Linked DNA regions of Oryctolagus cuniculus: all the other regions are linked to region 1. Evidence: chromatin contacts called from public Micro-C data. All regions are on one chromosome and are shown on one strand. Each heading gives the region's core, a stretch centred on a gene start, on an enhancer-like site or on the middle of the called end of the contact. The rest is flanking DNA. Distances are from core to core; before and after follow the strand shown. Region 1 holds the start of MANF (mesencephalic astrocyte derived neurotrophic factor). Region 2 holds the start of CISH (cytokine inducible SH2 containing protein). Region 3 holds the start of C10H3orf18 (chromosome 10 C3orf18 homolog).

Region 1 (3,319 bases), core at 754-3,253:
CTGATGGTCACAAGGCTGCCTTCTTGTCGCCCCCCCCGTTCCTCTACTGGCCTGCCTGACCTCGGTGGCTGGCCCTGGGCCCTAGCCCTTTAGCCCTTCTCCACATCTCTTCTTTCCAAACAGAAAAGGCTACGGTCAGGGTGTTTTTCTCTTGTAAACAAACAATGACTTATTTAACAGAAAGGATAGCAAGCAACCTGCAGGCCAGCTGTGTCCTCAGCGTGAATCCTTTCTGATACCATCGGGTCCTTCCAGGCAGCATGGGCCAGAAGGCTGCCGAGGGTGTAGGTCAGTTGTGGCAGCCCCTCGTTTGAAGGGCAGGCCTGAGTCTAGCCAAGAATCACTTGCAAGCTTCAGTCTCCGGACCACCAAGTGTTGACAAGTGTTAAAGAGTCGGGGGCCAGCCCCGGGCTGGATTCTTAGGTAAGAGAGCATCTGTGATTCTAAGGCCCTTCCGAACCTCCAACCCTGGGTAAGGCAGGCATCACCTCAGTCATCTGTCTTCTCCACTTTTTGGCACTGAAGGTAGAAGGGGGGTGTGGGTTCATTGGCTTCGCTTTATGTAAAGTTAGACAGGTCTGTGTTTCCCCTCTCCATTTTCCCTAACTGGATGACATGGACACATTCCGAACTCCTCCCGCTGGGAGGACCTGCCAGGCTGAGGGGAAGTGAGGCCAGAAATGCGAATCCTTTAAGATTGTGAAACACTGGTTCTCATTCTTTAAAGCTTATTTGTAAATACCTATTTGAATGCTGTGTATTTGTACAGGAATTTGAGCAAAAAATGTATAGAGTGTGATGTCCAATTGGTATTCAGCCCTATAAATGTGTTTTTAATCTCTGGCATTCTGTGCTTATTTAAAACAAGAAGACTTCTAACCATTTCTTTTATGTACTCATGTTTAAAGAAAAAGTGACTTACAAATGATCCTACCTGTACCAGAAAAGCAAAGTTAAAAGGAAAAAATTTGTACCAGTGTCCCAAAAGGTATTTTACTGTATATATTGTGGTAGCATGTTATAAACCCAGCAAGTAAGTAATGTGAATTTTAGATGTAAATATCTGCCACTTGATTTCTCCCCCTCCCTGCCCTGACTGCTGTGATGTGAATTAAAGATGAATACCTGATACCGATCCACTGAATTCACTGAACGGGAGCAGCGCAGGTCTCTCTCAGCCCCTGCCGCCGGGCTCCAAGCCCTTTTTAGTCACCACGGACAGGTCCCTGCCGCACTGAGCCAGCCCTTCCCGTGGTCTGCCTCGGCAGGCAGTCCCGGATGAAACATCCGCCAATGCTTGTCCGCTGACCACGGGACCCACGCAGGAGGGCCCTGGAGCTTAGGTGGGAAGCAGGAGGCGGAGAGCCAGCCACCTAGAGCACACTTCCGGGGCTTGCGAGGGTGATAGCCAAGCCCCCGACCTCAGCGGTCCCGAGGGCAGCCCGGCTGGGCCGGCCTTGGCTCTGCAGCGCGACAGTCTGTCCACTCCGCAGGTCCGGGAAGGGCGCACTCGGGTCAGCCGGGGCAGGCACGCAAGCACCTGAGCCTCAGCCTACTCTTCCAAAGGCTGGGTCTCCCGCCCACGTGATTGTTGTAAAAAAAAAGGAAAAGAAAACTCTTCCAAGCCTAGCCTGCCGCCTCCCCCGTTTCCCCGCCTGCCCTGTAGGGTCTCTGCTGACCCCAGGACTCTTAACCTGCGCCGCGAGTCGGATCCCTGGACGGAGAGAGCCGCAGGTATTTTGGGGAAGGCGTGGACCCTAGGGCAAGGGAAATGCGAGACAACCCAGCGGATTCAAGGAATCCGGACCACACTGGATCCCGCGGCAACCGGCTTCCGCCAAGGCGATTGCCCCTACCCAAGATGGAGGCGCATGCAACTTCCGTCGCAGCCGCAGCGCTTCCTGCGGGCGGCCCGGGTTCAATCAGCGGCCGACAACTGTCTAGGGCTAAAGTGCCACCAACCAATGGGGAAGGGTAGCGTGGAGCCGCCCGTCTGGGCTCCGTGGCACGTGGACCAATGGGAACGCGGCGTATGGGAGGGCGCCGGGGCCGCCCGCCAATGGGGAGCTACGGCGCGCGGCCGGGACTTGGAGGCGGCGCGGCGGCGCGGGTGCGGTTCAGTCGGTCGGCGGCGGCGGCGGCGGCGGCGGTAGAGGAGGATGTGGGCCACTCACGGGCTGGCGGTGGCGCTGGCCCTGAGCGTGCTGCCGGGCAACCGGGCGCTGCGGCCGGGAGACTGCGAAGGTGCGGGGGCCGCGCTCCGCCGCTGGCCTGGTAGCGGCGCTGGACACCGCCAAACCACCCAGCGGCCAGGGCCAGGACGGGCGGGGGCGGCGGCCACGGGGCCCGGCGGGGTCCGCCTGAGGAAGGGCCGCAGACGCCGGCCTAGAAAACACTGGCCCGCTGAGGGAGCATTGAGAGTAGAGCGTGCCGAGAACCTGGCCTGAAAGCCACATCACGCCGGAGTTTTTGTCCCTTCTCATCGCTGTCCGGAAGCTCCCGGGAGCGGTGCGAGGGCCGCGAGTCGGGGTTCAGTGTTGCATTGGGAATGGCCGTTTCCACCGTGATCGTTTCTCTCCCGCCGTCCGTGGATCCATTTATGAGGTCACAGTGAGTCCTGTCTCAAGGACACTTGTGCACTTTGGACTGAAGGAAAGATGTCGGGAGGAGCTTCTGTGGTCGTTAGGGTGATAAGCTCGTGCCCCGTCAGCCCTGGGCGTACCAGGGTACCCGAGCAACCTGGAGCTGGCTTCTGTCCTCGCGTGGACACCTGAGAAAAGCCAGGGAAGGAGAAACCTCCCATGATTGTAGTGGATCGGGGACAGCTGGGTGATGGCTGACATCCTCTCCCCAACTTGTCTTTTTCAGTGTGTATCTCCTACCTGGGAAGGTTCTACCAGGACCTCAAAGACAGAGATGTCACCTTCTCCCCAGCCACTATTGAAAAAGAGCTTGTGAAGTTCTGCCGCGAGGCAAGAGGCAAGGAGAATCGGCTGGTGAGTAGCTGGCGCCCCGCCGGCCCGGCTCGGGTTCCCCCTGAGCTGTCAGGCAGCTTCTAGCTCAGAGGCATGGCCTGGCCTCTCCGCCTCACCGGTCAGCACCTGTTCTTGTGATATGTCCTAGCCCTGTTAGGATTTGTTAAGCACTTACTATGTGCTGGGCACTGGGCGTATAGGGAGAAACACCACAGTGGGTGGGGCGTCGGATAACAGATCAGAGTGTTTGGTGGAGAGGGTGGGTATGGACTTAGACAGAAGGGTCCAGAGAGATCTCTGAGGAGGCGGCGTCACTGAGGTGAGGTAAGGGCACCGCAGGCTGA
Region 2 (3,028 bases), core at 131-2,630, 560 kb before region 1:
CGTGGGTTTGAACCTGGGTCTTTGTGGGCCAGATCCCCAGCTCCACCCTGGGACTCCACCGTCCCCTCTCTGTGACCGCTTCACTGAACACACTTTCCATGCCAGTCTCACTTCATTGTCGCAGGTACAAGCAAGGGAACTGAGGCTCAGAGAGAGTACAGTGTACCCTGGATCTCACGGCTACTGAGTAGTGGGGTGGCATTAAGCGACCCCCCCCACCCCAGACTTCCTCTCCAGGTGTCCGTGACGTCCCTGCTCCCAGGTATCCTTTAGGTGTCAGCTTTGGGGTCTTCCATGAAGCTTCCCTGGGCGTGACCAGTCAGTGTTGGAGCACCAAAGGTGTCCCCTTGAAAACATCCTCTCCAGGGGGCCGAGGGTAAACCAAAGGGTGCCAGGGGCTTTGGCCTCCATCCATGTTTTGTGACTTTGACACCTGCCTGCTAGGAACAGCGTGCTCCTCTTCTGCCTTAGCTGCCCGCCCGCCGGTCCTGTGCGCCTCTCCTACTGGATCCTTGTCACCTCTTCTGCCCCACCTGTGCCCCGGGAGCTCCCACTCTGACTGCTGGGCCTGCACTGCCACCCTGTGGCACTCCCTCTGGTGGCCTCAGCAGCGGAACCTCCACAGACGGTCTCTTCCAGGAGGACCCCTCTGCACAGCAATGCCTTCCGCATCTGGTCTCTGTCCTCCTGCCAGTGCAGCCCGCCTTCTCTGAAGGGCAGTCCACGTGGATGCATGGGGGGATTCAGCCCCTCATTCTGGGGCTCACTTTCTGGACTCCTTTGTCACTACAAGCTCTTCCAAACACCTTGCTCTTCGTCCCCATGGACACACAGTCATCGTGGAGGCCCGGTGGTGGGATCTGCCACCACGACCCCTCCTTTGCCCAGGCCCAGTTGTCCACGGACAGACTCTTCCACCATTGGGAAGGTGGGTGTGGCAGGGGTTGCTGGGACGTGAGCATGGAGGGGACGCCACATCTGAGTGTCAGTGATGCAGGTGGATGCTGCAAAACAGCCATCTGTGATGGACCCCCGTGAGGACTGTGCGCAGAGGGGCATCTGTCGGCACTGTTTACTTTTTACATTTCTGTGCAGTTTGAGTTGATCACGCCCAGCAAGTTTTACTTATGTGATTACACATTTTAATAAAAAAGAGACTAGCTTAGCAATACAATTATACAGTCTCAAGAGCAGTTGTAATCTAATTCTGCTTTAAAGAAAGAAGACATCTCTGAGCGTGCTCTGAGATGTTCTTGGCTGAGAGAGGGAAACAGCCTCCACCCTCAGCTCCCGAGCTCATCACCTGTGGGACTCTAGCCTCACGTTCGCTGGACTCCAGCCAGCTGTCTCCAAAGGGCAGAGCCTTCTCCAGCCCCCCAGCAGTATGAATGTTTGGGTCACAGGGTTTCCCCCAGAGCCGTGGAATCTAGATCTGATTCTCAGGCAGGGCAAAGGGACACTAATGCTGGGGACAGCTAGGCATAAATGCAAGTGAGAGTGTATGCATGTGTGCGTGGGTGTGTTGTGTCCACGTGTGAGCATATGTGTGCATGCCTGCATGTGTAGATGTGTGTGTGGAGGCAGGGATCAGGCGGGGAGCCCATGGTTTGAGGGTAAGAGCCTGGCCCCGACGTTGTACTTGGGGTTTGGAATGGGGGCACTGTCAGGAAAGCTGCTGATTTCAGGTCTGTCCTCCCTGCTCTGGTCTCAGTGGATTCACGGAGGGTCTCAGCAGAGCCTCTGGTCTGCAAGCAGGGTTCAGTGTGGTCAGCTGAGGCTACTGCCTAGGGTCCCTGGCTTCACAGAACGCTGCTGGCTTGGAGGTTGCCTGCGGGGACCGGCAGGGCCATCAACCCTGCACACCGTGGCTACCCACCAGCAGCGGCTGCTCTTCACTCACTTGCTCATCCCCACACTCAGAGGGGTCATCAGGCACAGGGGAGGCGGTTACCTAGGCAGAAGGGCACCAGGTTCCCACTCACAGCCCGGTCAGAGTGTGTCAGCGTGTGTGTTGGGCGGAGGGCAGGGAGGAAGGCGCCCGTGGATTCGCAATTCTAAAGCTGGTCGAGGACAGGAGACAGACACCTTTGGGTAGAAGTTGCAGTGCGTGCAGTCCTGAGAATGGCCTGTAGATGGCGGCAGAGGCCCGCGCAAAGACCCTGTGCCGAGCGCGTCTCCTCCCTCGGGTTCTCGTCCAGTTTGGGGATTGGGGTGGGAGGTCCTGTACCAAGAGACAACCACAGCCAGGCTCCCTGGGGCTCTAGACAAGATATTTTTCCTCCGGGGGCTTTAGTTTCCTTTGTAAAATGAGCGTTGGTCTGTGTTGAGAACACCTGCTCACAACAGGCCAGGTAGTTTAAGCCGGGATCGGAACGCTGCAGGGCTAGCAGAGAAATCTCTCACGGAGGAGGGGGCGGCGAGCAGGGGTGAAAGGCTGTGGGTCTGAGCAGATGGTAAACCAGGATTTACTGTCCCCAAAGGCCATCGACCGAGGTGGGCCAGGAGCCAAGGGTACGGAAGGGGAGGGTCGCCAGAGCGGGGGGGGGGGCACCTAGGACGAACGAAACAACCAGGCGCTGCCCGCCACTTCGCCGGCGCTTGGTGGAGCCTGGGGAGCTGGGCGCGCCAGCCGCCTGCCCGCCAAGGAGGGCGGAAGCGGCCGGGCCCTGCTGGAGGCCGCCTGGCGGTGTGCAGAGGAAGCACCGGCCCGAGAGAGAAACGAGACGTCCGGCACCGGCCCTTCCTGGGTCTCGGGCAGCCGCGGCGGCCAGCACAGCTGGAAGCGCACGTGCGAAGTTCTTCCTGGACGTCCCGAGGAGGTGGCCGCCCTCCACGGGAAGCCACGCCCTCGCTTTTGTCCCGGCTCCGGGGCGGGGCTCGCCCGGGGACTCCCGCCCCGCCGCGCCCAGCCCCGGCCTGCCTGGCCCTTTAAGGCTGACCTAGCGGGGCCCCAAGTCGGGATGACGCGCGGGGAGGGGGTCACGTGGGTCGCCGGCGGCGCGACTCTCGGCCCAGGGCGCCCCTCGGC
Region 3 (3,163 bases), core at 646-3,145, 600 kb before region 1:
CTCCGAGCCGCGGGCCGGGGCAGGTACCGCGCAGCGGCCGTAGCCGCAGCTGCAGCGGGTAGCGCCGGCTTTTCCAGCCTGGACTGCGGTGGGCAGGGCCAGAGTGGGCAGGGCCTGAGCGTCCGGCGGGGGCGAGGCCGCGCCGAGCAGCCTCGGGGGAGCCCCGAAGCTCCAGCACCTCACCTCCCGGCCGCTCCGCGCCCCCAGGCCTCGATTGGCTACCAGCTCTAGAGCCCGCCCGGTATTGGCCCGCTAGCCTGTCGCTCGGCTCCGGCCCCGCCCCCAGCAGGAGCCGGGAGCAGGGAGCCTGGATTTTGGAGCTAGGTCTTGGTTCCCCGAGACCACCTTTCCGCCCTGTGGCACGCGCCAAGGTCGGGCGAGGGGCTGTGGGGGGCCAGGCCCTTCTCGGTCCAGGACTCGAGACCAGCCCTGCGCCGCGCAGACTCGCGCTCCCAAAACACAGGCTAACGCGTGAGAGTCTTTCAGCCTAGGCTGAACTCTGGCCCGGCCCTCTGCTGACTTTGTAACCTTGGGCAAGCTCCCTGGCCTCTGCTTCCTACCGTGGTGGCGGGTCTGGTGTGGGGGCCCCTTGGCTAGAAGTGGGGAGTCTTCAGTCCAGAGAGGTTAGGCACGGGATGGTATTGTTATCTGGCTGGTGTCATCACTGGGCACCCCGACCCAGGCAGGCCGACATACAACCAACCCTTCACGATCGCTAACGTCCTTGGCGTGGTCATCTCAACGGCGAAGTCCTCAGAGAGCCTTTAATCCGCAGGTTTTCAAAGGCGCTTATGGGGATTACGGGGTTGCCAGGTAGAGACGCGGCTCTCCGAGGCTCCCCTGGTCCGGGACATAACACGGCGAGCCACGTGTTTAATAGTAGTAAACAGTGTTCTAGTTAATGGTAGATTCTGGTGCTTGGCGGTGACAAGCCACGCTTTGTGGGACGCTGCCATGAATTTTATAAGAGCAGCAACTGAGGCCCCGAGAGGACTAGGTACCTGGACAAGGCCTGGCGACGAGTCTCCAACTTTTAGGATTCGAACTCACGTCTTCGGCATTCGGTTTCCAGTTCCCTGCTCCAAATCCTGATCGGAAGTGAGCGGGTTAAAACCCGCCCCCAACTCGGGAACCCGGCGCACGGCTCGTTCTGTCGCACCGGCTACGCTAGGCCACGCCCCCGACGTCGCGTCCAGGCCCCGGATCGCCGGTCCGTCGGTGACACGCCCCCGTTCCGGCCAGCTATGGGGTTCCGCCAACACACTTCCCCCATCCCTGTACTTTTCGGCTTATGGGTTTACGGGTATGGTGGGCGTGGAGTTCACAGCCTTCCCACCCTCCGCTGGGGTCTCGGGGTGGGTGGGGGGAACAACTCAGCAGCAGTAGGAACCCTGGAGCAGGGAAAACGGGTCTGCCCGAGCCCTTTCTCAGCTTCCCAGCCCGGAAGCGGGGCTTATGAGGGAGCGCCCTGAAGACTACGCACATCCGGGCGCTTATCTCCGGGCCGGATCTCCAGGGCCGGTTCTCCCGGTGGGTGGGTGGGGCAACCCCTTTGACAGGTATGCATTAGAGTTAGGGATTGGGATGAGGGCTCCTAGACTGCAACACCCTTGAGACCTGTCTGGCTTCGTCCTCCACAGTACTGATGGGGAAGCAGCCTCAGAGCGGGGGAGGGGGCGTCCTCTGAGTCAGTGACGGTGCGGTGGCGCCGGGGTGTACAGCTCCGCGTCTGGAGTCAGGCGCACCCGAGTTCGTGTCCTACCTGGGAAGGTTTCTGGCGGGGTGTCCGCAGGCAAGTCGCTTCCCCTCTTGAGCCTTGCTGCCTCTGAGGATGTTGGCGTTTGGCAGGTGCTGCTGGGTAAATGCTGGTTTGGACCCTAGTCTCTCTGGAAGTAACAGGGACCACTGATTTTCAACCTTCAGTTAAACTTACTTGTGACACTTGGATTATAACATTCTCAACTTTTTTAGCTGGCAGTTTATGCCGATATTAGGTTAAGTTAAAGGGAAATTTCCAGCATCCAAACAGTGGCAGTTCATGCAAATGTCTGAAGCAAAGCTCCCCAGAAAGGAGAGCCTCCTGTCTTTTGTAACATTAGTTAAATTAGCAATGTTGAGTCCCTGCTATGTGCGGAGCTGGTTTCCCGGCCCCTGATATTCCTACTTTGCAACATGGCATCGGTGCTATTTCTGTTTCACGAATGAGGAAACAAATACAGCAATAATGGTTTGCCCCAGGTCAAGGTCACTTACACTGGGTCACATGCAGATCTATCCTACCTCCAAACCCATGCCCTGACCCACCACCAGCCTCTTTTTCAGCAGGTATTGAACTAAGGTTCAGTCCTCTTCAACTAAAAACTTGGAGAAAACAGAACTGGCCAAGACAAGAAGAATCAAGCAGATGGGTGAGGATCTGTAAGGAGTCAAGAGGTGACAGAGCAGAAGCGTGCTTGTCCCACACGGCCCAAGTGCTCACCCGCTTCTCCCCTTCATCCCTCCAGGTGGCAGCCGTGGCTGAGGAACAAGCCATTCTGGAGAGCCAGAGCCTGTGACTGCTCCATCCACCCCGCCGGGGCCAGGGGTCACTCTCAGTACTTACCTCAGCAGCTTCTAGCACCAGGGGGTTTCAGAACATGGGGGCACTCAGGAAAGCCCTTTCCTGGGACGTGAAACTTTGGGGCCGAGTGCTGAGGCCCCTGCTGTCCTGCCAAGGCAGGACGGGAGGCTCCCGGGGCAGGACTTGCAGCTCACGGCAACCCCATCCGGCCTTAGCTGGGCTGTTGAGTGCCACAGGGCAGGTCAGCCACTGGACGGAGGTATTTGAGAAGAGAGGCATCCCTGAGGCCCGGGAATCCAGCGAGTACATCGTGGCTCACGTCCTTGGAGCCAAAACAGTTAAGTGCACTGTTGGTAGGAGGGCTTCACTATGTGCTTAGCTGAGACGGGTGGCATTTTCTGAAGGAATGTCAGATATTTATTCAACAAATGAGTCCAGTGTGTGTGTGCCAGGCACCAGGGGTTCAGGAACGGCCAAGGTGACCAGAGCGGGGCCCGTAGGCATTGTCTGCATTCGGAACCTGGGTTGTGGCCTCTGGACCATGGGAGCCAGCAGCTCACCTTCTCTACGGGGATAGTTTCAGAGCCTGAAGCCGGTTCTTTG

The links. Hi-C and Micro-C count contacts between places; a contact is called where the count stands out from the background.
Region 2: a contact with region 1 is called in a Micro-C map of ear pinna, with 6 times the contacts expected there. The contact joins the promoter of CISH here to the promoter of MANF in region 1. A contact is called at or near these places in 4 of 6 Hi-C or Micro-C datasets (ear pinna, psoas muscle, skin fibroblasts and 1 more).
Region 3: a contact with region 1 is called in a Micro-C map of ear pinna, with 2.5 times the contacts expected there. The contact joins the promoter of C10H3orf18 here to the promoter of MANF in region 1. A contact is called at or near these places in 2 of 6 Hi-C or Micro-C datasets (ear pinna and an unstated tissue).

The regions. Positions count from the first base shown.
Region 1 is chr10:98,165,568-98,168,886 of mOryCun1.1, reverse strand. It overlaps MANF (mesencephalic astrocyte derived neurotrophic factor), which reads left to right and starts at 2,003. Exons shown (of 5, transcript XM_051852398.2): 1 at 2,003-2,055; 2 at 2,057-2,244; 3 at 2,869-2,996. The coding sequence starts at 2,018. It overlaps DOCK3 (dedicator of cytokinesis 3), which reads left to right. Exons shown (of 54, transcript XM_051852375.2): 54 at 1-1,129.
Region 2 is chr10:98,725,805-98,728,832 of mOryCun1.1, reverse strand. CISH (cytokine inducible SH2 containing protein) reads right to left here and starts at 1,380. Exons shown (of 3, transcript XM_002713219.5): 1 at 1-1,380. It overlaps MAPKAPK3 (MAPK activated protein kinase 3), which reads left to right and starts at 2,965. Exons shown (of 11, transcript XM_051852385.2): 1 at 2,965-3,028.
Region 3 is chr10:98,766,662-98,769,824 of mOryCun1.1, reverse strand. C10H3orf18 (chromosome 10 C3orf18 homolog) reads right to left here and starts at 1,895. Exons shown (of 5, transcript XM_051852410.2): 1 at 1,763-1,895. It overlaps HEMK1 (HemK methyltransferase family member 1), which reads left to right and starts at 1,446. Exons shown (of 15, transcript XR_011379519.1): 1 at 1,446-1,559; 2 at 2,505-2,897; 3 at 3,138-3,163.